Regions from separate parts of the Mus musculus genome. Here regions 1, 3, 4 and 5 are each linked to region 2. A link is a contact called in public Hi-C and promoter capture Hi-C data. All regions are on one chromosome and are shown on one strand. The core of a region is the stretch at or near the end of the contact, and the rest is flanking DNA. Distances in the headings are between cores, read along the strand shown.

Region 1 (2,700 bases), core at 189-2,688, 5.7 Mb before region 2:
TGATTTGTAGGGGGTTTTAGTTGCTTTTCTCCCATGGCAGCTTCCGTAGACAGCACTTGCACACATGCTTTGAGAGGGGCTTTCAGGTTGGTTCCAACCTTAACCCTTGTAGAGACACTTGTAGAATTAATTATAATTTTACAGCTATGCTTAGAGGCAAATGCCTGTATTCTCAATTACCCGGGAGGTTTGCGAAGAATCACCAAATTCCAAGCCAGGATCTTGTCTCAAAACTAAAGACTGTGGATGTAGCAGTGGTAGTACAGCACATTTTCAGAATTAAAAAAAAATTATTATTATTATCTTTTTTAGGCGCTGAAAGGGAACCTAGGGCTTCCAGCATGGTTACCATTAAGTTCACCAGATAGCATCACCATAACCATCCTACAGGAACAGTCTCTCATTTCCGTTTGTGAGTCAAATCGGACTCAAACTCATGATCCTCTTGCTTTAGCCAGCCTCAGACTCAGCATGCGCACTAGGCTTTTAGACAGTCTTCATATAGCTCAGGCTGGTCTCAAACTCTTAGCCAAACCCGAATGTCTGATCCTCCTGTCTCCATCTTCCATAGTCTGGGATTACAGCCCTACACTGTGACCTTCTGTTTTTTTAACTTTGGACGTTTTTATTTTATATATATGTGTGTGTGCCCACGCACTTAAGCCACGTGTATGTAGCTGCCGGGTGCACAATCTCCAGGAGGTAGAGTTACAGGTAGCATCGGCCCTAGGACTCAAACTAGGCTCCTTTGAAAGAGCAGAAAGTTCCCTTAACCGCTAACGCATCTTCCCAGTGCCCCGCCCTCTTGTATTCTGATCCTCCTTGTGTAGTTCAGTGTTTCTCTCCGCTACCCTGGAATTCCCTTTCCTAACTCATCTCCCCAAGTGTTGCATTTACAGGCATACGCAACCACATCACCACTACTCGGGGGCCTTGTGCCAAGTCAGACAAGCGTGCTAAGCCCTCAAGCTCCCGGTGGCTTTTCGATTCTTGTCCAGGTTTTAGGGCGGTTCCCGCGGCCCAGGATACCAGCCCTGCCAGCCAGAAGGCAGCCGCCCTCACGTTCTGGCGCTAAATTTGGGCCAATAGGGTTACGTCCCACGGGAGACTTGGGCCCAATGAGGAGCGACTCACGCGACAGGCTGCGCACGTGACGCGTGCGGGGCAGCCGCCCACCTGGGCCGGAGGTAGCGCGACCGCCCCACTTCCAATCGCTCGCACAACTTCGAGTCACGTGCAGTGTTTACGGACTCAGCAGCTACGGGAAGACCATGTGACAGTGACGTGACACGTCTCTCTCCAATGGAGAAGGGACGCTCCCTTACAAACCGGGAACTGTTTCAGGTCCACGAATGACAGCGCAGAGGGGCGGGGCCAGCCTGTCACGTGAGCGGGGCGGCACTGGCTGCGGGCGAACGCGGCGCGCAGGCGCCTTAGGGACCCGGTAGCGACGGCGGCGGCGGCGGTGGCAGCGGCGGCGGGAGCTGGTCGCTGACCGAGCGGGAGTCGCCATGGCGGCAGACGGAGAGCGCTCCCCGCTGCTCTCCGAGGCCGGCGATGGCGGCGCTGGTGGCAACGGCTTAGCGGGCCCGGGCGGGAGCGCGACCGGGCCCGGTGGAGGCCTGACGCCCTCCGCACCTCCGTACGGAGCCGGTAAACATGCCCCGCCCCAGGGTAAGCCGGAGGTCTGAGGTGCACGCAGGCCTAGGGGCGGATCGGGTCAGGGGGCGGAGCCTGCTTCCGCGCCAGGTGTGGCCCCGTGGCACCTGTCACGGGGCGAGGCATCCTCGGTCCGCAATCACTGCCTAAGCCTGGCCTGAAAGCGGGTTTTGAGGAAACTGATCTGAGCGCTTTTTTTGTGAGCAGCGGATCGAGCTTACTCAGAGGGTTCCCCACGTCCGTGGAGCATCCGTGGGAAGTGTTCGAATGATGATTTTGGGTTTATCTGCTTCCTCTTCGTAGCATTTCCCCCGTTCCCTGAGGGACATCCAGCCGTGTTGCCTGGAGAGGACCCACCCCCCTACTCACCCTTGACTAGCCCGGATAGTGGGAGTGCCCCCATGATTACCTGTCGCGTCTGTCAGTCTCCGATCAACGTGGAAGGCAAGATGCATCAGCATGTAGTCAAATGTGGTGTCTGCAACGAAGCCACTGTGAGTTATAACTATCTGCAGAATGGGCCTTGTTTCCTGGATCCTCTTTCTGGTTCAACACCCTGTTCATGAAACTTTCAGTTCCTGCATCTTGCAGCAGCCATTTCTTTAGAAGCCACTCACTAAAAATAACGTTCACCAAGCTCTCACTTTTTGATCTTTCCTGGACCTGAAGTGTAGTTCTCACTGGCAGTTGTTGCAGTTGCTTTTGATTTTTGTATTTTGGGGTTCTCTGCTTTTCTGAGACGATCTCACAATGACCCGGGTTCCCATCAGACTCTGCAATCTTCCTGCCCCAGTCTCACAGGCACACTCTACTCTGCTGGCAACATTTGTATATCTCAAATGTCTGATTCTCTTTCTCAGTAATGTCCTTGCAGAGGACTGGGATAATGGGCTTCTCTGCTGAAATGCCCATTGTTCCTTTATTCATTGTTCTCTAGCCCATCAAGAATGCACCTCCAGGAAAGAAGTATGTCCGATGCCCCTGTAATTGTCTCCTTATCTGCAAAGTGACTTCTCAGCGGATTGCCTGCCCTCGGCCCTA
Region 2 (2,732 bases), core at 94-2,593:
AACCTCCCTCAACCCGGTCCAGCCTCGACAGAGCTACCGGAGCTGCTACTTCTTACGATGCTTCTCTGTGGTCGCCACCAACGCCTTACGTGGAGGTCTGGGACATTGAACAAAGGGTGTCCCACTGCCTTAAGTTGTCGGGGCACGCATACTCTCTCTCTCACACTTCTCCAACCCCCTCAGGCACCGAGTCCATCAGCGGCTTAAGTTGAGGGAGAGGGAAAGACAGGAGTGTCTCAGTGTCCCCAGACTGCCCTCCGGCCACCTCCCCCAGCCCCGACCCCTTCCGTCTCGGCAGGAGTGGATCCCGGCGGCCCCGCTCCCCCGCTCGCCGGTCCTCCCGCCTTACCTCTGCCAGGTAGAGGTTGAGGAGACAGAGCGTGGAGAACTGTAGGCAGGAGGGGAAGCAGTAGAGCAGCCAGTGCGGGAAGAAGTGCAGGCGAGAGGGTGGCCGCAGCAGGGGCAGAGAGCCGCTGAGGGAGAAGGCGGCCGAGAAGAGCGTGGTCCTGAGCGCTGCCCACGCGAGACACAGGAAGAGGCAGAGGCTCTGGTAACTGAGCCGCCGCTCGCGGTACAGGAGCAGCCGCCACAGCTGCAGGTAGGCAAAGGCGAAGAGCGCGGCGTAGAGCAGCGCGTGCAGCACGCTCAGCGCCAGCTGCACCGAACCGGGAACCGCGGCGCCCGAGGCCGCGACGGCGCCCCCGCCGGACGTCGAGGGTTCGCGGCCGGCCGTGGGGACCGCGGCGGCCGCCGGCCCGGACACTGATACCCTCATGAGGGGACGCGAGCAGCGGGGAGGGAGCGCGGGAAGGAAGCGGCCCGAGCGCCCCCCGGACCTCCCGCCCGCCCCAGCCTGCGGCCCCGGGCAGCGCCGTGACAGGAGTCGCAGCCCCGCGCGATGGCCGCGGCTGCCCTCGGGCCCGCCTCCCCTTCCCCCCGGGGGGCTCGGTTCCTCGGGCCGCGGCTCGGCTCCGCAGCAGCAGCAAACAACTCTCGGCTGGAGACAATCAGCTGAGAAACCCGAGCTTTTGAGGCGCTCGCTCCGCACTGTGAGCTGCCGGCGATTGGCCCGGGCGGGCGCGCCCTCCGGGCGCCTCACTCGGAATACCACAGGCCTCAGAGCCTGTCACTCCAGAAGCCTTTGATCTGATTGGCCTTCTGCTTTCTCCTCTTTTACCCCCGCCCCTCTTCCCACCCACGCTGCTGATTGGCCCAGCAACTGCAAGACTTCCTCGCGCCGGCGGGAGGACTCCAGATTCTGTCACCTGGGGCTGTTCTCGCTCCGCCCCCTGACCGTCCATTGGTTGGAGGATCTCTTACGTAAGGAGCACGAGGAGCAGGCGGAGCCTCGGGGGTTGTTTTTTCGCCCAAGAGACTGATTTTGCGGAGGCAGTGCCGGCCGTGGGCGGTGAGCTTCTCAGGTAGGCGTAGTTGCTTTGGGAGCCGCCGTAGGGACCAGCCCCTGCCCCGCCTTCTGTCACCATCTCTACTCTGATGGCGGGACGTGCTGTCCTCAGAGACCTTTCATCTCTGCACGAGAATCTCAGGCAGGTGGGTAGCAGCGCGGGCCTCAAGACTTTGCCTGCAGGATTGCATGCACATCAGCACTCGGCAAACGTCCCTCCAGCCAGGTTGCTTGCTGATTCAGTTCACCTGTTTCTGGGGGCACCAAACGACGCTGGTTTTGATTTCATTTCCCCCCCTTTTCTTTTTCTGAGCTGGAGGAAACACGGGGCGAGGAAAGCGAATGAAGCAAAGCGCGAGCGGAAACTGTAAGTAATCAACCCTTTCTTCTCTTGGGAAGAGGTCCTGAAGGATGGTGGTCCTGGGAACAGATGAACGTTGAGGCCTTCTCCAAGGGGAAGGTGATTCTTCGAAACTTGCAATTTAGAAAGCTCTCTTGGGCGCAGGGGTGGGCAGGGGAGGGGTGGGGGGAGCGCGGAGCAGTAACAATGTGGTGATTGTCCAGAATGGAAGAGTTTGTGTGAGATTCTGCTTGTGTGTTGGAACAAGTGGTGCTATTCTCATCAGAGACTGAGAGATACAAAATAAGAGGTATATTTCTGCTTTAAATAAGTGAGGAACGGTTGTATGTTGGCCACTACATGAAGGTTTTTTTTTTTGTTTTTTGTTTTTTGTGTTTTTTTTGTATTTGGTATTTGGTAGCAAATCAGTCAAAGTAATGCAAGATGAGGAAGGATCCTGTGTTCTCAGAGTGAGCCTCTCATTGCAGATTCAGTGCTTCTGTAGACAGCATATTTACTGGAGCATCCAATATCCAGCCTTTCCTAAATACTCCCTCCTTAAGGTCTGCTTAAGAAGATGGCTGTTTCTCAGTCCTCCACCACCAAGTACATGTTACAAAGGGGCTTAAGATCTGTTCTGTACTTATTCTGGTCCAGTAGTTTGCCAGACACCAGACAGTATTACCATCCACAAGTGTAATCATGCACACACATGTACAATAATGATAAAATGAAAAGAAAGCCCTAAGTCTGTGTTTATTCAGTGGTAGGCTCATCAGGAAGACTATAATGAGGCAGGAGACTCTCCAGCATTTAGATGTTGTCTTTTTCTCATTAGCTGTATGGTGGAGGCTATGTTACAGATGTTTAGCCAGATACACATGTGGATGGTCAGCTTTGACTGAAAGGGAAAGGGGAAGTGCAGGATTGATTTTTGGTTCTTGTTTATAATGTTCTGTCTTCCATGATGTTTTACTCAGCACAGGC
Region 3 (2,700 bases), core at 163-2,662, 6.7 Mb before region 2:
TCATCCGCTGGAATGCTTGGTCACCAGGGAGTAGCACTACGTGAAAGGATTAGGAGGTGGGCTTTGAGGTTTCAAAAGGCCATGAGAAGCCCAGAGTCTCGCTCTGTTCCTGCAGTTCCCGATGCAGATGCAGAACTCTCAGCTATTTCTTCAGCACCATGCCTGCCTGCATGCTGTCATGCTGACAACCGACTAAACCTCTGAAACTGTAAGCCAGCCCCAGTTAAAAGCTCTCTTTTCTAAGAGTTGCCGTGATTATGGTATCTCTTCAACAATAGAACACTAAGACACTACCCTGAACCAGGTACTGTGGGACGTGCAGGGAATACAAGAATAAAAGGCAAATTTACAATATGAAGTCCATAGTCTTAAAAATAATCTGAAATGTAATAATTTTCTATCCGAGGTGGGGTTTCGTGTTTACTGAACTGCCTGCCATATGGCCTTTACTTACCTGAATCAAAATATAGTCATAATCTCTTTGACTTGCAGCGGTGGAGGGGAAATTTTTTATAAAAAAACCCGAAAGACCAAAACTTCTGACCTTTACCCAATCTCCAAGGGCAACCTCTGGCCCAACCTACCTTCTTAGCAGGGCATCATCTAGTAGGGCTGTTACTACAGCATCAAATGAGAAACAGCAGTATTTATCTGAGAGATTTAAATTATTCTTTGATCCTAATTTCTCGTTGACATTTTAATCTGGTTTGCCTTTTAGTTTTAAGCCCTACCTTGTTTTTCCAGGAATTTTTTCTCAAGATACGCAGCCCGTCTTTGCAACTCCTCCGGCTCTACAGGTAAATGTCGGCTCCAGAGATAGTTGGTGAGTGCTTGCACCTGCTTCTCTACACTGCGCATGGGTCTCTCTGTGGTCACAGATGGAAAGGGTCATCGCTGCGTGCTGGCCTCGTTTGGTTTTATCTGGCTTCCCCTTCCCGCAGTTTCTCACCAAAAAGCATTAACTGTGCGGCGTCAGCCAGTGCTTGCGGCAGCTGGACGTGCGGAAGATGCAGGATGCCGGGATGCTTTCGATGGGGCTTCTTCCCCAGGAAATCCGACCCGTTGTCTACCTGGGACACACCGGGCACAAGGGCGGCGTATGCCTGCAGACAGCGAAAGAAACAGAATGGTTGCAGGTGCTTGCTGCCCGAGGCATCGCCGAGGTCGCTCCTCCTCCGAGAGATGTCTCTGGAAACCCAGTTCTCCGCCAGCAGAGGAAGATGCACTTACTCGGGACTGGGGTCCTCGAAGGCTGCGGCAGGATCTGCAGAACAGCAGCAGAAATCTCGGTGTCCTGGCGGTGGCCATGGCTTCAGGACACACCGGAAACGGAAGTACACATGCCTGTAACCCTCAGCCCAAGCAGCTAAGAGCATCTTCCGTGGAACTTCGACCCGGACGGTATCAACTAATGAGAAGAGGGAGTATTTGCTAACAGCCAATAAGCGACCTTATGTACCTTATGTACGTCTCTGCGAAGAAGGCCGTTCGTGGGAGGGGCTTAGCCTTCAGAAGGGGCGTGGTCTCAATGCTGAGCGTGGCTGCGGGCGAGACCAACCCGGCTTGGGCGTGTTTTGTGATGGGGAGGGATCAGTCTCACGGGTTAGGGGGGGCTAGTGGGGTAGGAGGGAGAGGGGTTGGGGGAGTAGGGAGATGGGGGCGGCGTGGAGGGGGAAGCAGTCTCACTGGGGTGGGGAGATAGAAGGGGACGTGGGGGGGTGGTAGGGAGTGGGACTTGGGAGGACAGAGGCGGGGGCAGGGCTGGGCGGGGGTGGGGGCAGGAGTGGGGCTGAGAGTGGGGTAGGCAGGTGAAAAGGAAAGTGTGGACTTTCTTTGTTTTCATTTGGTGCTGTAGAATTCTGAACCGTGGCTAGTTTCCCTTTGTGAGACGGGACAAGACCATAACAAAAATCAGATTTAGGCAGTCAACGATGAGCGCTAATAACTATTACAGTTTGCAAATTAATAAATATAAAAATTAGCTTACTTTTTTTTCACATTTGTTGTCTGCGAGTTTGCTCCAGGTTTTCTATCAAGAGCTTCCCACGTAGCACACCGAATTCCCGCCATCTTATTTCCACAAACATCTGTTGCTAACTTAATTTTTCACGTGGTTAATTTACCCAAGTTCATGAACTTAATAGGTGATAGCTGAATTAAGTGCTAGGGAGTCGAAAGTCAGAGTTACATTTTTAAACAATGCACCGTACTGGGTATTGTTGGTCCTTGAAATGCAAATGGAGAATTTTAAGCTAAATGTTCGAAGGGTTAATCAGTGTGTGTGTGGGGAAACAACAACAACAACAACAAAACCCCCCAAAACCTGGGGCTGGAGAGATGGCTCAGCGGTTAAGAGCACTGATTGCTCTTCTAGAGGTTCTGAGTTTAAATCCTAGCAATCACATGGTGGCTCACAACCATCTGTAAGGGGATTTGATGCCCTCTTCTGGCCTGTGGATGTATATGCAGCAGAGCACTCATACATCTTTAAAAAAAAAAAAAAAAAAGACTCATGGACCTGTAAATTCTTGGGTCCCGGCAGCAGTACTTTACCCAGCTGTGGTTTCCTCTTTAGCCTCTTGGGGGCAGAAGTTAGCTGACAGGACGAAGAGTACTCTATAGTCTTCAGTCCAATTAGAAAAGTTACAGGACCATATATGGGTATCTGTGTGAGCTGGATTCTTAGATGCTTGGTTTGTC
Region 4 (2,700 bases), core at 28-2,527, 7.0 Mb before region 2:
TCTCTTTAAAAACAAATTTTGCAGGTTTTGCTGTGTTGCTCAAGCTTCCTTCAGGTTTGTTTGTTTGTTTGGGGGGGGGGGGTTGGTTCAAGACAGGGTTTCTCTGTGTAGCCCAGGCTGTCCTGGAACTCACTTTGTAGACCAGGCTGGCTTCGAAATCAGAAATCCGCCTGCCTCTGCTTCTCGAGAGCTGGGATTAAAAGCCTGCACCACCACGCCCGGCTTCCTCGAGTTTTCTAATACTGGTATTTAAACAAACAAACAACAACCAAAAAACCCTTCTTGTATGGAAATGTAGTCGGCAGAACTTTAGAAAATGCAGGAACACCTTTCTCAGTGTAGTTTGACCTATGGTGAAATTTTGCTTCTTTCCAGAATAAATGACTCCGTCAGTGTACCTCTGATAAGTCTTGTTTCCCAGTGTGTATTCGTGCGTAGTAATTGGAACTATTGGTAAATTTAAGGTCCTTTGCTTTTTAAGTGAAATTCCTCACTCCCGATATTACTAAATGACTCAGAATTTTGGGTTGCTAAAATCGGAACACTGGTCTAGGGCGTGGTAGCTCATGCCTCAAATACCATATCTCTGTGTTTAACGCCAGCCTGATATATTGAGACCCTGTCTCAAAAAAACAAACAAAACTCTAATACTGGAAAATCTGAAACGTGCATAGATAAGCAAGTAGAATGGCTATAAAACCCGTGTCGATTATGTGTTGATAATCCTGCTTGTCAAGGATCACCCTAGAAGTGGCATTCAGAAAAACTGATCGTTGGCTTCTTTGATAAACCAGCATCATTCCTACGTTTAAGAGGTGGTGGGGCTTGTTTCCAGTCTTGTTCAACGTTTTTCCAGAGTTCCTCCCCATGACTGACAGGCATCCTGAGTACATGAGAGGAGGGCATGTAGGGGCTGGACCAAAACGGACCAACAGAACTCCAAAAAGGCCTTCACATTCCTATACGTAATCGTGGGAGATCACCAAGCCAGTCGACCCAAGATGGCCTCCCGAGACAGGTAGCAGGTGCTGTCCGGGTTTGCAGCGCCCCCAGCGGCGGGGGTCAGAGGCCTGGCCTGCCAGCCCGCCGCCCGCTCCGATTTCCAAGCAGGCATATCTGCGGTTGCCTACGTACCCTTCCCAGCCTCAGGCCCTCCCAGCCTTCGGAGACTTCCTGGATGGCGCCCGGCTCCGGCCACGCCATTGGTAGATGGAGGGCGGTGGGCGGGCCCAGGCGCATGGAGGACTAGCAAGCTTGCTTGCGGCGAGGGCTGGCCGTGCTCCGCCGGAAGGCGCCTTGTTCTCCCGGACGGTGGGTTGCAACTCTTGCCCAGGGAAGGAAGCCGCAGGACTGGCTCAGGTAAGCCTGCGGCACGCGCGGCTCCACCAAGCCTCGTCGGAGCCTGGGCGGGTAGTGGGTGGGGTAACAACGTCCTCGCTTGCTCGCTCGCTCGCACCCATGCGGGTGCAGCGCCGAGCGGTGATCAGGTGCGGGATGCTCGGGGCTGAACCACTCTCCTTTGTGAGAGGCAGGCGCTGGGGACCGGACGGGCCGCGGGGCCGTGCTGGGACGGGCCGCGAGGGAGCTGCTAGGGCCAGCGTGGAGTTTTGGAGCTTGTCATGGCACTGCTGGGCGAGGCGCACATTCGAGACAGTTGCCTTTTTCTTCTTCCTCCTTTCCCAAGAAGAAAAACTCCCCTGCTCGGTTAGGTTACTCCATACGTTGGAGTCAGAAGTGCGAGGCCAGGGTTTTAGTTTGTTTTGGCTGGATTCTTTTTCCCTCTCCTCTCTTATCTTTAATGTTTTTAGTAAATGTGGGTAGGGAAGCCTGAGGTGAACGTGTTCGGATTTATTATGTTCCCAATTTCTGCGGGGCTGTTGCAAAGTAGAGGTGACGAGGAAACGAACAGCACAAGTCTTGTGTCTTCCTTGACAGGTCTGCAGAGCTCTTTGGTTTTCTGACACATTATGTAAACTCTTCACTAGAGGAGGACTGCCTCTTGGCGAATATTATTTAAAATTTGTTTTGGTTTTTTTGTGTCTTAATTTACCTGTTTCTAGTCGGCTTGCCATTGCTGCAGCTGTGCATACGCAGCAGCGCCTCTTTAAGGGGCAGTCCTGACGTCGTTAAAGGCTTCCCAGAGGAGGTATGTAGTGAACCAGTCTTCGCAGTGAGTGAGCAAAGTGAGCCAGAAGTCGGATTTTAAACGCTACGTAATTTTCTTTCAAAAGATAGACACAGTGAGACATCTCAGACACGAGTGAGGACCTTGCTTTAGCGATTTTGCTGCATTCTGCCATCACATCGATGTCCACAGAATCTCTGTTCTGAGTTTGTTAACTCAGAGACTGGCTTAGTGCCAACTGAGGTCGTTTTGGGGGGGCACATCAGATTCTAGGACATGGATTTGCAATTTGAATGTTTCCCTTATGTTGTTGCTGTTGTTTCTTTTGAAAGGATATCTGGCTTTCCATTTGTAGACCAGGTTGGCCTCTAACTCACTGAGATCTTCCTGCCTCTGCCTGGATTAAAGGCGTGCACCTCTGGCCCCTGCTGGGATATTGTCTTTTTGATTACAGAGTGTCTTCTGCCTAAAAATATCTTTTTATGGTCACCCTGCAGGTTCCACAAGTTGTAATCAATTTCTTAGGGCAGGAAGTGGGCAACTTCTTCTTCTTTTTTTTTTTTTTTTTTTTTTTG
Region 5 (2,700 bases), core at 35-2,534, 5.9 Mb before region 2:
GAATCGCTAAATACAGAATGCGGCACATGGTGAGAGCAGAGGTAAAACTGTAGTCCTGACCTGCGCAGTGCGATTTCTGTAGATGCTGGAGGGAGAAGTGCCAGCGATGAGCCCCTAAGGCGGATAACCACAAAGCTCCTGTATCCTAGACGAAAGGGGCACGTGCTTCCCACTCCCGCATCTGAGATCCAGAGGTGAGAAGGGGGACCAGAGTAGAGAGTCAGGAGTCTAACATCTGCTGGGAATGGGACCGTTGTCCTAAAATGTCACTGCAAGAATGGGGTGTGTTCGGAACAATTTAGCTAGAGAAAAATCAACGCTCTGAAAATCAACCTTGATGTTTTGCTACTGAGAGTCTTTAGTTTTTTCTTTTCTTTAGTTTGTGTTTTCTGTTATCTTTTAGTGGAGACTTTTAGAGACAGCACTTTACAATACCATCAATTCAACCTTTTTTTTTTTTTTTAAGTTTGTGGGACTGGAATGGCTTGAATCTACTTCATTTCCAGTTTAATTAATTATAACAGTGATTTGCAATTCTGTTTCTGACAGCCTGTTTTTGAAAAGGCTTCAGATTCTGTCTCAGAAGGGAAAATGTCACAAATTGAAAAAAGGCCTCATGGGCTGATATTAATGTTAGCCGGGGCACTTAGCTTGAATGCAACCGAGTAAGTGAATGGATCAATATGGCTTCTTGCTATAGTCAGCCTCCTTTATGTGTACTACACTTACTTCAGAAATGCAAGTAGTTTGTGTCAATCTGAGTTTAGTTAGGTTCTTGGTTTATTGTGAAAATTCTCCATAAAAGGGGAGAATTGGTGTATCAAATACCCTGGTCTCTGCAGCTAATTGTTTAACTGGGTAACTGAAACCCAAGCAAGGACCCCATCTCTTGATCCGCTTCCAAACGTGGGGCAAGCCAAGCCTGGGCTTTGACTTTCGTCCTGATTTTCTCTGCCAGTTCGTTAGGTTGACACAGGAAACTTTTGAATCCTTTGTCCTGTTATTTCTCTTGCTCCTTACCAAAGTTTGTAATTGAAAAGCAGAGCGTAGGAGACCGGGGTGTGTGTAAACAGCAAGAATTCTAAAGCAGGAAATCAGCCGGAGCTCTGTTTCTTCACAAAATCTCATTCTCGTATTTTCACCCAACTCTGATGTTCAGAGATACTTTCCCCATCATAATGAAGAGCCATCAGTCGAGATTTGAGAACAAGATCGTTGAAGATATAGACTCCGGACGCTTTCCTAAGACGTGGCTACCCTTTAGGGGAAATTTCTCTGAGTTTCAGGATGGGTGATAGAACGTCGTTTCATCTTTACAGCTGGGAAAGATAATAATGGCTCCACGTGCGAACCAGAGTGTCGGCACTACGGAGTTTGTCCTGGCAGGCTTCCCGAATCTCAACAGCACAGGAGCGGAAGTGTTCTCCGTGTTCCTTTTCGTTTACCTGTTGACTCTAACAGGCAACACGTTGATTGTTGTCTTGGTGGGGGCGGATCACCGCCTGCAGACACCCATGTATTTCTTCCTGGCTAACTTGTCCTGCCTCGAGATTCTGATCACTTCTGTCATCATTCCGAAGATGCTGAGCAATTTCCTCTCGAGACGGCACACCATTTCCTTTGCTGCCTGTATCACTCAGTTTTACTTTTACTTCTTTCTGGGGGCCTCTGAGTTCCTACTGTTGGCCGTCATGTCTGTGGATCGCTACCTGGCCATCTGCCGTCCTCTGCATTACCCCTTGCTAATGAATGGAGCCGTGTGCTTTCGGGTGGCCTTGGCCTGCTGGATGGGGGGACTCCTCCCTGTGCTTGGCCCCACAGTGGCTGTGGCCTTGCTTCCTTTCTGCAAACAGGGTGCTGTGGTTCAGCACTTCTTCTGTGACAGTGGACCCTTGCTTCACCTGGCATGTACCAACACCACGAGACTGGAGGAGGCTGACTTTGTCCTGGCCTTTCTTGTCATCATGTCCTCGCTCACCATTACTGGTGCGTCCTATGGCCACATAGTCCTGGCGGTCCTGCGCATCCCCTCTGCTTCCGGTCGGCAGAAGGCTTTCTCCACCTGTACTTCTCACTTGATGGTGGTAACCCTCTTCTATGGAAGTGCCATTTTCCTCTACGTAAGGCCATCCCAGAGCGGCTCTGTGGATACTAACTGGTCTGTAACCGTGATAACAACATTTGTGACCCCTCTGCTGAATCCTTTTATCTATGCCTTGCGCAACGATCAAGTCAAGGAAGCTTTGAAAGAGATGTTCAGGAAGGTAGTCGCCAAGCTGTTAGAACAGTCTTTACTTGGGGATAGTTTGAGAAAGAAGACAGCCAGTTGAAAGCGTGGGGACTCAGTCTCAGGTCCACACATCTCCATTGCCAGCTTTTCCTTCATCATGAGAGGAGCCAGGACGAGCTTCAAGGAGAACAAGCCTACATTTCTCTTTCAAGCAAAATGAATTAACTCTATATTATGCGTCGTAATAACAACTCACACTATTTTCAATATCTTATTTTATTAATTATGTGCCTATGTGGGGAATATGGGGTATGCCATGTGAGACTAGGAGTCAGACAGAGATTCTCTGGTAGGTAGACAGGGAGAGGGACCACAGCTAGGTAATAAAGGTGACCAACTTCCAACATTGCTGTCTTTTCTTACCCTCCTGATCTGTTACAAAAACTTGGCAGCTTAAAACAAAGGCCTGG

The links. Promoter capture Hi-C pulls out the DNA fragments that hold promoters and counts their contacts. Hi-C and Micro-C count contacts between places; a contact is called where the count stands out from the background.
Region 1: a Hi-C map of B cells shows a contact between it and region 2, with 6 read pairs. The contact joins the promoter of Pip4p1 here to the promoter of Txndc16 in region 2.
Region 3: a contact with region 2 is called in a promoter capture Hi-C map of pre-B cells. The contact joins the promoter of Mettl17 here to the promoter of Txndc16 in region 2. A contact is called at or near these places in 3 of 39 promoter capture datasets (frontonasal cranial neural crest, pre-B cells and second pharyngeal arch cranial neural crest).
Region 4: a Hi-C map of B cells shows a contact between it and region 2, with 5 read pairs. The contact joins the promoter of Chd8 here to the promoter of Txndc16 in region 2. A contact is called at or near these places in 1 of 39 promoter capture datasets (pre-B cells) and 1 of 484 Hi-C or Micro-C datasets (B cells).
Region 5: a promoter capture Hi-C map of pre-B cells shows a contact between it and region 2. The contact joins the promoter of Olfr750 here to the promoter of Txndc16 in region 2. A contact is called at or near these places in 2 of 39 promoter capture datasets (cranial neural crest and pre-B cells).

The regions. Positions count from the first base shown.
Region 1 is chr14:50,929,587-50,932,286 of GRCm38.p6, reverse strand. Pip4p1 (phosphatidylinositol-4,5-bisphosphate 4-phosphatase 1) reads left to right here and starts at 1,438. Exons shown (of 7, transcript NM_001033271.5): 1 at 1,438-1,674; 2 at 1,963-2,153; 3 at 2,597-2,700. The coding sequence starts at 1,512.
Region 2 is chr14:45,218,036-45,220,767 of GRCm38.p6, reverse strand. Txndc16 (thioredoxin domain containing 16) reads left to right here and starts at 1,343. Exons shown (of 21, transcript NM_001310534.1): 1 at 1,343-1,551; 2 at 1,719-1,772. It overlaps Gpr137c (G protein-coupled receptor 137C), which reads right to left and starts at 1,051. Exons shown (of 7, transcript NM_027518.2): 1 at 350-1,051. The coding sequence starts at 775.
Region 3 is chr14:51,883,554-51,886,253 of GRCm38.p6, reverse strand. It overlaps Mettl17 (methyltransferase like 17), which reads right to left and starts at 1,412. Exons shown (of 14, transcript NM_001029990.1): 1 at 1,231-1,412; 2 at 950-1,103; 3 at 732-866. The coding sequence starts at 1,308.
Region 4 is chr14:52,256,337-52,259,036 of GRCm38.p6, reverse strand. Chd8 (chromodomain helicase DNA binding protein 8) reads left to right here and starts at 1,277. Exons shown (of 38, transcript NM_201637.3): 1 at 1,277-1,359.
Region 5 is chr14:51,070,026-51,072,725 of GRCm38.p6, reverse strand. Olfr750 (olfactory receptor 750) reads left to right here and starts at 1,284. Exons shown (of 1, transcript NM_207558.2): 1 at 1,284-2,415. The coding sequence starts at 1,335. The coding sequence ends at 2,330.